Linked DNA regions of Rattus norvegicus: all the other regions are linked to region 1. The links are chromatin contacts, called in public Hi-C maps. All regions are on one chromosome and are shown on one strand. Each heading gives the region's core, a stretch centred on a gene start, on an enhancer-like site or on the middle of the called end of the contact. The rest is flanking DNA. Distances are from core to core; before and after follow the strand shown.

The links. A called contact is a pair of places that touch in the nucleus more often than the background predicts.
Region 2: a Hi-C map of liver shows a contact between it and region 1, with 3 times the contacts expected there. The contact joins the promoter of Serpina4 here to the promoter of Serpina3n in region 1. A contact is called at or near these places in 10 of 12 Hi-C or Micro-C datasets (the A7r5 cell line, the Rat2 cell line, Schwann cells and 6 more).
Region 3: a contact with region 1 is called in a Hi-C map of liver, with 5 times the contacts expected there. The contact joins the enhancer-like site here to the promoter of Serpina3n in region 1. A contact is called at or near these places in 2 of 12 Hi-C or Micro-C datasets (hepatocytes and liver).
Region 4: a Hi-C map of the A7r5 cell line shows a contact between it and region 1, with 3 times the contacts expected there. The contact joins the promoter of Serpina11 here to the promoter of Serpina3n in region 1. A contact is called at or near these places in 7 of 12 Hi-C or Micro-C datasets (the A7r5 cell line, Schwann cells, frontal cortex and 3 more).
Region 5: a Hi-C map of liver shows a contact between it and region 1, with 3 times the contacts expected there. The contact joins the enhancer-like site here to the promoter of Serpina3n in region 1. A contact is called at or near these places in 2 of 12 Hi-C or Micro-C datasets (kidney and liver).

The regions. Positions count from the first base shown.
Region 1 is chr6:129,086,968-129,089,689 of GRCr8, reverse strand. It overlaps Serpina3n (serine (or cysteine) peptidase inhibitor, clade A, member 3N), which reads right to left and starts at 1,298. Exons shown (of 5, transcript NM_031531.3): 1 at 1,208-1,298.
Region 2 is chr6:128,763,501-128,766,200 of GRCr8, reverse strand. It overlaps Serpina4 (serpin family A member 4), which reads right to left and starts at 1,419. Exons shown (of 5, transcript NM_145097.2): 1 at 1,384-1,419.
Region 3 is chr6:128,646,044-128,648,863 of GRCr8, reverse strand. All of the region lies in intron 2 of Serpina1 (serpin family A member 1), which reads left to right. Among named protein-coding and RNA genes, the nearest start is that of Serpina1, 5.7 kb to the left of the region's middle. Within about 2 kb of position 1,488, at least 4 of the 93 cell types and tissues checked have an H3K27ac peak or open chromatin away from gene starts, as enhancers often do. A contact at or near this core is called in hepatocytes and liver, where this site is marked.
Region 4 is chr6:128,676,004-128,678,703 of GRCr8, reverse strand. It overlaps Serpina11 (serpin family A member 11), which reads left to right and starts at 1,250. Exons shown (of 5, transcript NM_001166352.1): 1 at 1,250-1,352.
Region 5 is chr6:128,719,675-128,722,374 of GRCr8, reverse strand. All of the region lies in intron 3 of Serpina12 (serpin family A member 12), which reads left to right. Among named protein-coding and RNA genes, the nearest start is that of Serpina12, 11 kb to the left of the region's middle. Within about 2 kb of position 1,329, at least 2 of the 93 cell types and tissues checked have an H3K27ac peak or open chromatin away from gene starts, as enhancers often do. A contact at or near this core is called in liver, where this site is marked.

The sequences.
Region 1 (2,722 bases), core at 49-2,548:
GCCACCACATGGTGCTTTATACCTCAGGCTTGGAAGGCCTTCTGGTGGGAAGAAGGACAGGTATCAATTTCTCACACCTGGACCAGATTTCATGTTGGCTGTCAGGATGTCTGTGTGATAGCAAGCAAATGGGTGGACCTCTCTGTGTAGCTTGGTGAGGGGTCCAGGTTACATTATGGGTAAGTGGTTGGCTTATTGTGGGCATTGGGTGGTTGTAGGGAATGTGTAGGGGTCCATCTCCTTTCTATACACCTGATGTGGGGGTCACAGGCATCGTAATGGGCTATTACGATCCTGGTAAACAAGATTGTGTACCTTTAGCCTCTGGCCACTTGTACAGATGTCCAAAGGTGAAGGTGAACAGTAAATGAACAGGAGGCAGAGGAAGAAGAGAAAGGGGAGAACAGGCATTTGGAGAAGGAAGGGAGTGATAAAGTGGAAGAAAGTGGGGTGGGGAGATAGGAGGAAGGGGATCAGGGAGAGGAGGATGGAGCTAAGGGAAGATGGAGTGGAGAGAAGAAGGATTTACAAGAGGAGGGTGTGCTGGTGCTAAGCCACTCGTGCAAATAGCCGTGACATGCCTGCAGACGAGCCAGGGACCTCAGCAACTTGGCTGGTTTTGCTTTCAGACTCATGCAAACATTTCTTTGGAAAAGTACTAAACAACATTTTGTGCCAAAATTATTTCCGGAGTAAAGAGGCTGCTGGGTTTGTACAGCAGGAGACGTGACTCAGTGCATGAGCCTTCTTTGCTTCCCCTGTTGAGGGTGAAGCCCCTGAGCGTGACCATGGCATCTGGGATCTAGGAGGGAAGTGGGATCCCACTCCCCAGGCATGTCTTCTGTGATGTGATCACAGCAGAGCTGCCACCTCCCCCGGCGTGACTCTGCAACAGTCCTGTGTCACCCTAGCAATGGCAGCAGTAGGCAAGCTAGCAAGCTCTCAAAACTCCACCTGTGGAGTCAGAGGTGCAGGCTCCATTTACTCTCCATGAGCACAGACCACAGCATCTGCATCTTCCATAGGCAAGAGCAACAAACCAGAGAGGAAATTTCATGAACCCCAGAAATGTTCCCTGCTTCTAACCTAGTATCTCAGCCAAAGCTCTTGCTCCACCCCCACAAACATAGGTTGCAGACCATAGCCAGTACCACACAGGCCTGGGAAGGTTCCTTCTGCTCCAGGAGGCAGGAATCGTGGGCATTACCTGCAGAGCCGATACCAGCCAGCTGCCAGCCTCTGTGATTGCTGACTCCTGATGTTCAGGGTTGCCACTTCCCTGGTGTGTTGTTATCCCCAGTGCACAGGGATGCCTATTTAACCCCACCAAGGGCTCCTCCCTCCTCTTAGGAAATGCTGGCATGGACAAGCTGTGCTCTGTGTTTAGACTGGAAATGGGCAGACGGGATGATTTCTGGGAACATGGACTCATAGTCCCTACTTTCTGATGGGAAAATTCCCATCTCTGCTCTACACAAGCCTACCGATCTCCTGGGCATGTCTTTGGTTTACCAAATGGTTCAGAGTCAATGTGGAAAGTGTGTGTGGGGGGAAGTCAGAAGTAAAGGGAGAGTGTAGGACCTCTGCTATACTTGTCTTTAGGGAGGGCTGCAGCTAACATTCATCCTGGAGCCTCTAAGTCATTTTGGAAGGAATAGAGCGACTCTCTACGCCCATCCTTCCAGTTACTCTATGGAAATGTCCATGGTAATAAACACACACGTGGTGCTGACAGAACCTGTCTACATCTATATCTGTCCTGTCAGGAATGACTGTATGCTAAATAGAGACTTGCTCTTCCCTCTATGCCTCATTCCCAAACCTCTCTGTTGGGCAGGAACATCATGGCCAGTCATGCTTTTCTTTTCTCTTACACTTCTTACATGCATCCAGCTCCTTCCAGTATTCTTCTTCTCCTAAACCCTGAAGAGCCTCTTTGTCTACTGACTCCTACTGATGCTTTAATGTGTTCTCTTCCGCACACCCTCATTGATCCCAAAGTACAGGACACCTTTTCTCTTTCAGAGGGTTCTCATCAGCACTCCCATTAACACTCTACTCTAGGACCCTACTTTTACTCATGTATCACTCTGCACAAGACTTAAAACCTTGCAGACAGTACCTGATTAATAAAGGTGCTCTCCAGCATACTCTTTTAGCCCTGTATCACCTCTGCCTTGCCCATCCCAAAGCCTGATGGCTTTTACTGCCCATGCTCAGGACCTCAGCATCATCAACACAGCATCCTTCCTATCCCATGCTCAGGACCTCAGTATCATCAGCACAGCACCTGCCTATCCCATGCTAAGAACTTCAGCATCATCAGTGCAGCAACTGCCTATCCCCCAGTAGTGCCTAACCCTCATACTTGACTTTCTCACACTCTTCCTCTCCTTTTCCCTTTACACCCAGATGACAGCACCTCAACTTACTTGGACTATCTGCCCTAGGGGATCTGTCTTAGTTCCCATTACTTCAACCAGGCTCTGGCCACTGACCTCCTTTCTCCCAACCTGTCCCCCAGCAGCTTAAACCAGTATGTAGATGACCTTATACAATGATACCCCTCACTCTGCTGCTTTGGAGCAGCATTCAAGAACTCTTCTTGGGGCTAGAGAGATGGCTCAGTGGTTAAGAACACTGGCTGCTCTTCCAGACATCCTGAGTTCAAATCCCAGCAAGCACATGGTGGCTAGTAACCATCTGTAATGGGATGTGATGC
Region 2 (2,700 bases), core at 170-2,669, 320 kb after region 1:
GTTAGGTTCTTTGTGACCACCCTGTGACCATCTCTCTGGCCTTCTATGCCCCCCTCCCATGTCATATCCTGAGTTTCTCTGCCATGACTCGCTCTACCCTAGGCATTGGAAAGCAACTGTGGACAATGCAAGCATTTTAAACAAAACTCTAGGCATGGGTCCTGCAGTCTAAAATTCAAATAACCTTAGAGTGTCACAAAACCCTGTCTGTTTTTCTCTTCTCTTCTACTAGGAAATGAACGCTGAGCCTCATGTATCTTATGAAAATGCTGCCGAGTTTTACCTCTAACATCGTCAGCCATTTCTCCACTTAAAAATTTTTACTTATTTTTAGATGTGTGTGTCTGTTTGCATGCATGCATGTGCACCCACATTTACGTGCCCATAAAAGGCAAAAGGGTGTTGTATCACCCAGAACTAGAGTTACAGGTGGGATACCTAGTGTAGGTGCTAGGAACGGAACCCAGTTCCTCTATAAGAACAGTTAGTGCTCTTGGCTACTGAGCCATCTCTCCACCCCTCGTACCCTTGACTTTAATGGTACGTTTGTTGCACAGTTTGAGAACACAGGGTGGTAGGTTTAATAAAGACCCACCTGGCTTCCCACTTGTCTTGAGATACCATCTCCCTCAATTGTCTGGGGAACTAACTCTTTAGCACCAGGAGGCACTGAAGATGGCTTTCTGTTCATAGCAGGGATGACAGTCTTGGGTCACCACTTTCATCAACATGGTTCAATGATTTATAATTCATGCATGTATATTTAACTTCTATTTTCAAACGATAACCTCTGTGCTGGTATTCTACATCTCATACCCCTCACTTGGAGTGTGGGTCACATTTGACACTTGAACTGTCCTTTGCTGACTTTGAACACAATCACAATAGTAGCTCTGCCCAGTTTTACTTCATGGAAAAGAGAATTTGATAACGTACCTGGCTTCCCAGACTCTCCTGTCCCTAAATATCTTCTGAAATTCAGCCTCCAATACACACTCCTTTCTGTGGCTTCAAGTGAATTACTCAGACTGCCCCTCCTCCCAGCCTCCAACTTCCACTGTGTCAACAGCACCTGCCTGGAGCATTGGAATATCTAGATTCAGCAGACGCTGCCCAGAGCTAGCTGTGTGGAAGCGTGAGGGGCTTGAGTGCAGTGGCCTAGCGAGGGAGCAAGGGCATTGAGCACAGGTACATCACAGTTTCAACCCAGTCTCAGCATTTCTAACATGTAGGGAGGGTGACCAGATGTCCAGTTGACCCCAGACTCCCCTCCAGGTTTAGCTCTAAAGTCAAGTGACCCAGGAAGAGCTTTTGGTCTTGGGCTAATCAGAATTGCAAGTCACTCTCTTTTGACATTGTTCTCCCTTCCCCTGGGTTACTCACGGAACAATTCCTCCTGTAGTGACCCTGGTGACTATCTGAGCTGCAGAGTGGCTTGTGGAGCTCAGAAAATTGGATTCCTCTGATGCCCCACTCCAGATCAACTAATGATTAACAAACAGAACCATGGGACTAGCACAGATTCCTCACCGGAAGTGAGCCTGCCTCCCCCAGGACAACACTCTTCTACCCTCCCAGGGGAATCTGGGATGGTTTGTTTGCTTGTGCTTGCATAATGTGTGGAGGATTTCCTGGGAAAGACCTTTAGAGGATCTGGTCTTCACCTGGCCTCCCATGTGCTTTGCGAACATAAACCATTTCTGGGCTCCAGATCTTACTCCCACCTCAAAGGATCACAGTAGATCAAAGGCATTGCTGCCTTTGCGCGTCAAGTGAGAACATTTTCAGATTGTCACTGCAAGGGGCTGAGGGTATATACAACTGGAGAGAGCTAGTTCTCACAGTCCAGATGCTACCGAGTGAACTTGAGAGCCTGCTCAGGACCTCTAGTTTCCAGCCTAAACTCTGTGATTTCTGAAGCTAGACCTCCCAAGATGTGACCTACGGGTCCCTAAAGTCAGTACATTAAGCACAAGGGTGGAGTGGGGTAGAACTAGCCTGCTGGTCCAGGAACTCAAATCTTTAACTGTGGAATTAGACTACTTCTCTTCAGGAGAAGCAGGCAAGCATCTGCATGAAGCAGACCTTCTGGGGCCACTGTTATTCAGGCTTTTTGGGGGAAGAGCCATGGAGAAAGACCTCGGTGTTTCAGGATGACTGGCTACCCTTTGGTTCTTGGCATCTGCCTCTGATGTGCTAAGACAGAGGTCAGGGATTGAATTCAGACAGTCTCTGCCATCTTTGAGATACAGGACTTCATTTAAGCTTTGCCGCACCCCACTCTTTCTGTCTTGGTCCTCAGTTGTCATTTAGGCACATCTAGCTCATTGATAGATTGTCATGAGAACATGGGGTGTTCTCACATTGCTGGCTCCTGGGGTGTCTTTCCCCCTTGGTCTTAGCAGCGAGGAAGAGCCAGGGTAGAAACTGGGCTCCCTGCTGGTTAAGATATCACTGTGCTTTGGTTTCCTCCTACCTAAACCATGAATAATAATTCCCCCATCTCACAGGGGGAATTGCCATGAGAGCTCGAGAAACCCACATTCTTCAAGTGTTTCAAATAGAGGCTAGTATGACACCATTAAGTGCCCAGTGAGTATAAGTCACGTAGTCATTGGTTTACTCAAGGCAGGTCACACATTTTTTTACCCCCAAATGCACAAAGGTCGAACTATTTGGGGTGTGATCCTTTTAAGCAGT
Region 3 (2,820 bases), core at 239-2,738, 440 kb after region 1:
TGGCCATCTTGTCTGCTACCTCCTTCACTCCTGGCTTCCCTCCCAGCTCAAAGGACAAGGCATATAAGATTTTGTTGAATGATTAAAGCCTTTAGTGAAATGAGTTCTTGCTCTCCCTCCCCTGCTATTGTAGAGTAACCAAGAGTGTGCCCCAGACAAACATCTAACATCCCAAATGTTCTCATTCTAGCAGAAGAGGTGCCAATCTTAACCACCGAATAAGAGAAAAACTATATTTCTTCCCTCTAACTCATTCCCTCAGTTATGCAGAGAGCCTATTCTTTGCTTAGCACAAAACCAAGGCCTCGTGATACTCTAAATCAGCTTACAGTCGAGAGCCAAGTGACTCACGTCACCACTTTTCAGGCATGTATCAGGTTACACTTTTTTTTTCCTGTTCCGTACCAGCCTTGTGATGACCTAAGGCTAGGTGCTGGACTCCAGTAAATCTTCCCTGCCTCATCTTCAAGGTAGAAATCAGAAAAGAATGGACCTGTGAGGGCCAGCATCCAGGCGGTACTCAGAAGGGCACGTGTCCTGTGCCACGTGCTCTACAGTTGTCAGTCACCGTGATGATAGCAGATATGGACAGAGGCTATGGATGCAGACAAGATGGAGAAAAAGAGGTAGGTGGGCATGTACTATCAGCTGTCTCCCCATTTGTCCTGAAAGGTGTACCATAAGAAAACCAAAATGGCAGCAGAATGGTCAGCCAGCCAGCCCGTCACAGCATGTTCTGGAGGTCAGAACAGGCAGAGCTGTGAGAACAGAGACATAGTGGTGGGGGTGGATTGCATCATTCCCTTCACTTACCCACCCCCACCAGGTTCTGCCCTGCTGCAGAATGGCAAAGCATCTTACCCAGAACTGACTCTACCAGAAGGTCAATTTTCTTAAACTATACTTGCTAAGGTTTGAGAAATACTAGTTTGGCCAGTAAGCCTCTACACCCGGACGCTCGAGCCAAATGCACCTGCGCTGTTTACTTATGACAGCTCAGCTTGCCCGACTTCCTGCTTTCCCTTGAGAACTCTCTTTTCTCTTAGAAAGGCGTCTTTGATTCTTGACAAGCAGCAACCCAGCTTCTACACACAGTCTGTGACCTCTGACAAGTTCCCCCATCCAGCGCCCCTGTGACAACGTCTGTGCCTCGTTTTGAGTGCATTTCTGATTTTTGTTTCTCAGGAGGTAGGAACATTGTCCTCCGCCTGGGACCTTTCAGGACAAGGCCTGGCAGACAGGGCCCCATAAGTGGTGATCATGATTCAATAAGTGATACCTCATCTTGGAGTCCATCTGAGGATCTGTGTGGTAAAATGACAGCAGGGAGGGACCTGGTGAAATGGAACAAACAGAAATGTTCAAGGTCAACACCAGCAAGTCAATAAGTTCAATCAATGGAACTTTTTCAAGCCAAGGTCTGAGTTGGGCAAGTTCTAAGAATCGAGGCCTATGTTGTTTGAGCCACCCCCGCAAAGCCGGTGTTGGTGCACAACAAGCCCCAGACACCCAGTGGCTGTCCCTTGGCCTCTCTAGAGCAAGTCCTGCATGCCCTGTCCTACAAGAGGTTCACCTTATCTCCACAGGGGTATCATCAAACCATCCATCTCTGGAGAAAATGAACATAGGGCTTGAGCTGGTGTCATAGCCGTAGTACACAGCATCCAGAATGTAAGTTGTGTTCAAAAACAAGACAGACAGCCCTGAACACCCGAGTGCGTGCGCGCACACACACACACACACACACACACACACACACACACACACACCCCACCTAAAGATTTCCTGTTGGGCAAAATGACAAATCAACCACCAAGAAGGAAGCTGTAATAGGTTTAGTCCCTTTAAAACTGTAAACTCAGATTGGGAAAGGATATTTACCAACCCTACATCTGATAGAGGGCTAATATCCAAAATATACAAAGAACTCAAGAAGTTAGACTCCAGAGAGACAAATAACCCTATCAAAAATGGGGTACAGAGCTAAACAAAACATTCTCAGCTGAGGATTATCGAATGGCCCAAAAAGCACCTAAAGAAATGTCCAACTTTCTTAGTCATCAGGGAAATGCAAATCAAAACAACCCTGATATCCCACCTCACAGCAGTCAGAATGGCTAAGATCAAAAACCCAGGTGACAGAAGAGGCTGGTGAGGATATGGAGAAAGAGGAACACTCCTCCATTGTTGGTGGGGTTGCATACTGGTACAACCATTCTGGAAATCAGTCTGGAGGTTCCTCAGAAAATTGGACACTCCACTACCTGAGGACCCAGCTATACCTCTCTTGGGCATATACCCAAATGATGCTTCAACATAGAACAAAGACACATGCTCCACTATGTTCATAGCAGCCTTATTTATAATAGCCAGAAGCTAGAAAGAGCTCAGATGCCCTTCAACAGAGGAATGGATTCAAAAAATGTGGTACATCTACACAATGTAGATACTACTCAGCTATTAAAAACAATGATTTCATGAAATTCATAAGCAAATGGAATGAACTAGAAAATATCATCCTGAGTAAGGTAACCCAATCACAGAAAAACACACTTCGTATGATAAGTGGATATTATCCAAAAAGCTCGAATTACCCAAGATACAATCCACAGACCACAGGAAGCTCAAGAAGAAGGATGACAAAAATGTGTATACTCCCACTCCTTCTTAAAGGGGGAAAAATATCCATAGGAGGGGATATGGAAGCAGTGATTCAAGGAACGGCCATTCAGAGCCTGCCCCACACGTGGCCCATATATATACAGTCACCAAAACTAGATAAGACTGATGAATCTAAAAAATGCATGTGGAAAGGGACTG
Region 4 (2,700 bases), core at 1-2,500, 410 kb after region 1:
GCACATACAATGCTAGATGTGGTGACATGGGCTTGCAATCTCATTGGGGAGGCAGACACGGGTGGATCCCTGGGGCTCCATAGGCAGCCAGCATCGTCCAATCCGTGAACCCCAGGGCCCAGTGTGAGACCCTGCCTCATCATCAGGTGGATGATAGCTTCTGAAGAATGACTCCTCTGGGTCTGCCCTCTGCCTTCCACATGAACGCAGCATCCCCCACCCACAGACACTCACCAACAAAAATACAAAGTCACCTCTGTCCCATCAGGGAGCAACAGTCTCTTAAACAAAATAAACCTTAGCATCAGGTAGGTGTGTGTGTGTGTGTGTGTATGCACATGTATGTGACTGTGTATGGACACACATGTGCGTACATGTGTGTGACTATGTGTGTGTATGTGAGTATGTGTTGGAGAGTCTGTGTGAATGTATGTGTACATATGTGTGTGCTCGATCACACACGTGTGTATGTGTGTGCACATGTATGTGACTGCATGTGGACACACATGTGTGTACATGTATGTGGCTATGTGTGTGTATATGTGAAAATGTGTTTGAATGTCTGAGTGTGTACACGTGTATGTATGTGTGTGCACATGTATATGACTGTGTGAACACACATGTGTGTACGTATGTGGCTGTGACTGTGTGTGTGTGTTTTTGTGTCTGTGTTAACGTGAATACAAGTCCTCTGAGAGTCCAGAGAAGGATGCCAGATCTCCTGGAGCTGGAGTCACAGGCAGATGTGAGTGCTGGGAACAGAACTCCGATCCTTTGATAAAGCAGTTCGTGCTTTCTTTCTACCTCTGAACCATAGCTCCAGTGCCCACTACCTAGTCTTTCAACACTCACCAACCTTCGTTCCAGCACCTTCTCCACTCTCGCAGATTATACTTATGAAAAGTGTCTGGAAAGTGATGGGGTGCTTGGTGGCATGGTGGCAACAGCCCAGAGTGACTCGCAGGCAAGCCACCTGGCATGATGCTTCTCTCTGTGAAGTATGGGTGGCCACACTTTCCTCGAGGTCTCACAGCTAGGGTTGCTGACTCCTACAAAGCCTCCATTCACATGTCAGCATCTCCAACACTCCCCAAACCCCATCACCACCAATGTCACAACACCCGCAGACAGAATGGGGCTGTGAAACACAAGTCGCTTGCTTGTTTGTGGGACCAGCAGCCAGGTCACACTCTTGGAAAAAAATGTCCCATTTGTCCTATTTGCCTTCCTGTCAGTTCCAGGAATCAACCTGACAAGTATCGACCAGGCTGCTGTGGTGTTCAAACACTATGATCCTGTGAGCAGGAGGCCGTACGAGACTGTGGAGCTGGGCCCACCTGGGTGGCTTCTCTGTGAGTATGCCCTGTACCCAAAATGAAGGTGGGCCATTATCTGTCTGTCTGTCTGTCTGTCTGTTTAATATATATCCTACCTACCACCAGCTTTAGAGGTAGAAACAGGGGCAGCAAGTCCTGCTTCTGAATCTTGAAGCTAGAGCTTCAGGTTTTCAGGAATCGTCTCTGGAAAATTCAGCCATAAGGAATCTTGACCTATGAACTGCCAGCATAAAACCAGCTAGAAGCTAAGTAGCAACTTTATCAGAAACTCAGTTATGGCAACAAGCCTCTGCACAGAAGCCCAGGTCTGGCACTGAGCCTCGCCAATTCTAATTTCCCTGTGCACACAACTGGTCTAAGGGTGTCTGTGACTTGAGGGTCTCAGGAGCATTTGTTTAAACAGAAAGACGAGGAAGACTGTGACTCTTGGCATTTCAATAGCTTCCAGATGTTTGAGTGGCAGGCAGGAAGCAGCAGTAATATAATCATTGATTACCCAGAATGCTATGCTCACCTATGCCCTCCCCACACATTTGTAAATACCTCGGTGTGCAGCAATGATGCAATGTGCCCGATGTCCCCGGCACTTAAACAAACACTTAGAAACAAGAAGGTTATAACTCAGGAACAGGATTCTGCATTTTCTCTGAGAATCTGCCTGGGAGCAGAGTTAAGCGCACTTAAATTTCCAGTGCACCCATTCTCGGTAGAAACGGGACAAAATCTTCTGGACTGTATTTCTCATGAGCTGGTGCTCTGCAAGATGGACTTCATAAATCCCGAGAAGGGGTAGTAGCATTGCCATTTGGACTTTGCAGAAGGAGGCCCTGAATTGCAGAGACAGTTCACACAGCAAGTAACTGCAGTGTCCTAGTTCAAGCCAGGATCCCCTAGCTACAGTTCAGTCTTCCTTGGAAAACACATCCTTCTGCGAATCACCTTGGGGTCAGGAAGGGTGCTAAGATCAATGACCACAAATAGCGCCCTCACATTTTCTGTCCTTACTTTACCAGGGCGGACCAATTATTCAACATCTTCCTCTTTTTTTTTTTTTAATGTAAGGAAAGTCTCAAGCACACAAAACTCTCCTTAAGCCCCTTACGTGGAGCCGGTGCTGGAGGGAGGATGTGACTTTAGTTGATACCAGCCTTACTTTAGCCAGCAGGTGGCGCCTGTAATCTGGTTGGGCACCAGGGAGCAGAGTTCCATCTGCCTCTCCCCTCCCTTCACTCCAGCAGGTCACACAGAGCCAAAGGCCAACACATGGGCAAAATGCACAGAAGGTGTTGATCACGTTGTGGATGCTTTCAGGACAAACTAGAAAAACCAGCGTGTAGCCGCTGTATAATTAAAAGGTAGAGAG
Region 5 (2,700 bases), core at 80-2,579, 370 kb after region 1:
GGCCCATGCCTACCTTTGGTTCCCTGCCTCACTGAATGAATGGATTGGAGGCCATCAGTCCTGCAGTAGCCAGAGGGATTTTTTTTTCAAGTTTAAAAGTAAAGTCTATAAAGTGGATGATGTGGAAATAGGTTTTATTTTTAATGTTTGGTCTAAAATACTGCTTTTTTATGTTTTAGTTTTAGATGTAAAATTTCATTTGGAAAATTTAAACTAATTTTTTAGTCAGCATGCAAGACAATGGGTTTCATGATGATATTTTCATATGAATACAAATCTGTGTGTATACATACACGTATATGTGTATACATGCATCTGTGTGTTGTATGTATATATGTATGTATGTATATATGTGTATACACACGTACACACACAACACACATACATATGTGTGTCTATGTGTGGACTGGTTCCTTCTTCCCCACATCGTGCCATGGTATCATGTCACACATGCATTATACGCATGTGTCTGTGTGAATCTAGAGTCCATACTTGAAAGAAAACTTGCTGTTTTGTTTTTCTTGTTCCCATTACTCTCTCTTATGCTCCCTTCTGCTCTCTTTGAACCCAGTCTTCATTGGTCCTCTTCCATTTCACATACACACACACACACACACACACACACACACACACACACACACACGGATATACTTACATATTTAAGTCTATATCCACATACAAATGAAAACACTAAATGTGTGAATTTTTCCTCCTCCATTCTCTGTTTCTGTTTGTTTTGACAGAGTACCCTGTAACCCAGGCTAGCCGTGAACTCCCCATGTAGCCAAGGATGACACTGATCTCCCGACCCTCCTGCCTGTGCAGTCTGAGTACTGGGGTTACAGGCACACATCACTGTACTTGGTTTACATTCTTGCCTTTCTGAGTCTGGCTTCGTTCACTTAACATGACCTCCATTTTCATGCAAATGTGGTACTCTCTAAAGCTAAGTAAAATTCCGATAGATAGATAGATAGATAGATAGATAGATAGATAGATAGATAGATAGATAGATAGATGTAGGTAGGTAGGTAGATAGATAGATAGATAGATAGATAGATAGATAGATAGATAGATAGATATGGATAGATATAGATATATTGATATATATTCATTTTCTGTATCTGTTCATCTGTTGCCATGCCCTGTATTGACAAGAGCTCATTGATAAGAGCTGAAGTTTTGTACACAGACACTGTGTCCTTTCATTGTTCAGGGACATCCCTCTAGGACTTTGCTCTTTGCTTCCTGACATCAGCAGTATCTGTGCTCTCTTTGGAGCCATCGCCAGCAACCAGGACACTATAACATTTCCTGTCATTCAGTCCTCTCACTGAGCGTAGGACAACAGACAGCACACTGTAGGGACTAATCCACAGCAGTCATCAGGCATGCAGTGCCCCGCACCCCGACCCCGTGCTGGTAGGCCTGTGTGCCTGGAGGAAACTCCTGATGTCATTAACCATTCTCAGTGACTCAGTTCCCTTGGTCCCCTCCACTGGTGAGTGCTGTGAAACACTTGCCTCTACTCCCTGCCCTGCCTTCTACCTCAAACTCACTTGATCAGATGTTTGCACTGTTCTCTTCTCAGAGACCATGGCGACTGAGGGGCCATGGTGCAGAGGCCAGGGTTATCATCTGGATGCTGTTTTCCCACAAGCCAGCCATACCTTCTCCTGGAACTTATCTGGAGCTCATCTGGAGCTTGTCTGGCCTCTCTCCTTCGCTGGCTCTCTTCCCCCGTCCCTGTGTTAGAGCTCAGTGCCATGGGGCTCAGTCTAGAGCCCTTTGCTCTCTAGATTTACCATCTAGTGACTACCACAGGCAGAAAGCCTTCAATATCATGTCAACCATGACACTGTTCCTGTCTTCAGCCCCAGTGTTCTCCCCTGAATGCCAGAGTCCTTTTCCTTTTAACTCAGGATATCCTCAAACATCTGATGGGATCATAGTCTCTAGGTGCTCAGTGTGTGTGTGTGTGTGTGTGTGTGTGTGTGTGTGTGTGTGTGTGTGTGTGTGTGTCTGTGTGTCTGTGTGTGTGTGTGTGTGTGCGCACACACACACACACACAGACACACACACACACACACAGAGAGAGAGAGAGAGAGAGAGAGAGAGAGAGAGAGAGAGAGAGAGAGAGAGATTGTCTGGCAATTCCACTCTCTGTTAAACCAAACTCCATCCACTGGTTCATAGTTGATCCATTTCTCCCAACTACTCCTACACGTGTCAGGAAGCTCTGTTAACCCCACACTGAAACAAATTGGGACTCGGCCTCTTTCCTACATCTCTGAGATTCCCATACCGACTGCCCATCACCTAGCAACCATGGCTGTCCCAAGTGTCAAATGCTAAGGGTATATTTTAAGCAGAACAACAGAGCCATCCTTCAGAATCTTCATCAAGACCAGGGCAAGCCTCTGCTCATCTGGAAACTGACCATGGCTCCCTATTGACTCAGGGAGAAATTCCAGCTTGTCCAGCTCCCTTCCTTGCTCAGGCTTGTCCCAAACCTCTTATCTGACCCCCATCAATCCTCATTCCTGCAAGTTGACCTGTTTTGTTGTTGCTGCTGTTCATACTTACTGTCCCCTTACACACTACCGGTACCTGTGGGCGTGCAGTGCTATGGTTTTCTTAGCATTGGTCTGTCTTCCAGCAGGAACACAAGTCAAATGCAAGGGCTTTTCCTGTCCATCC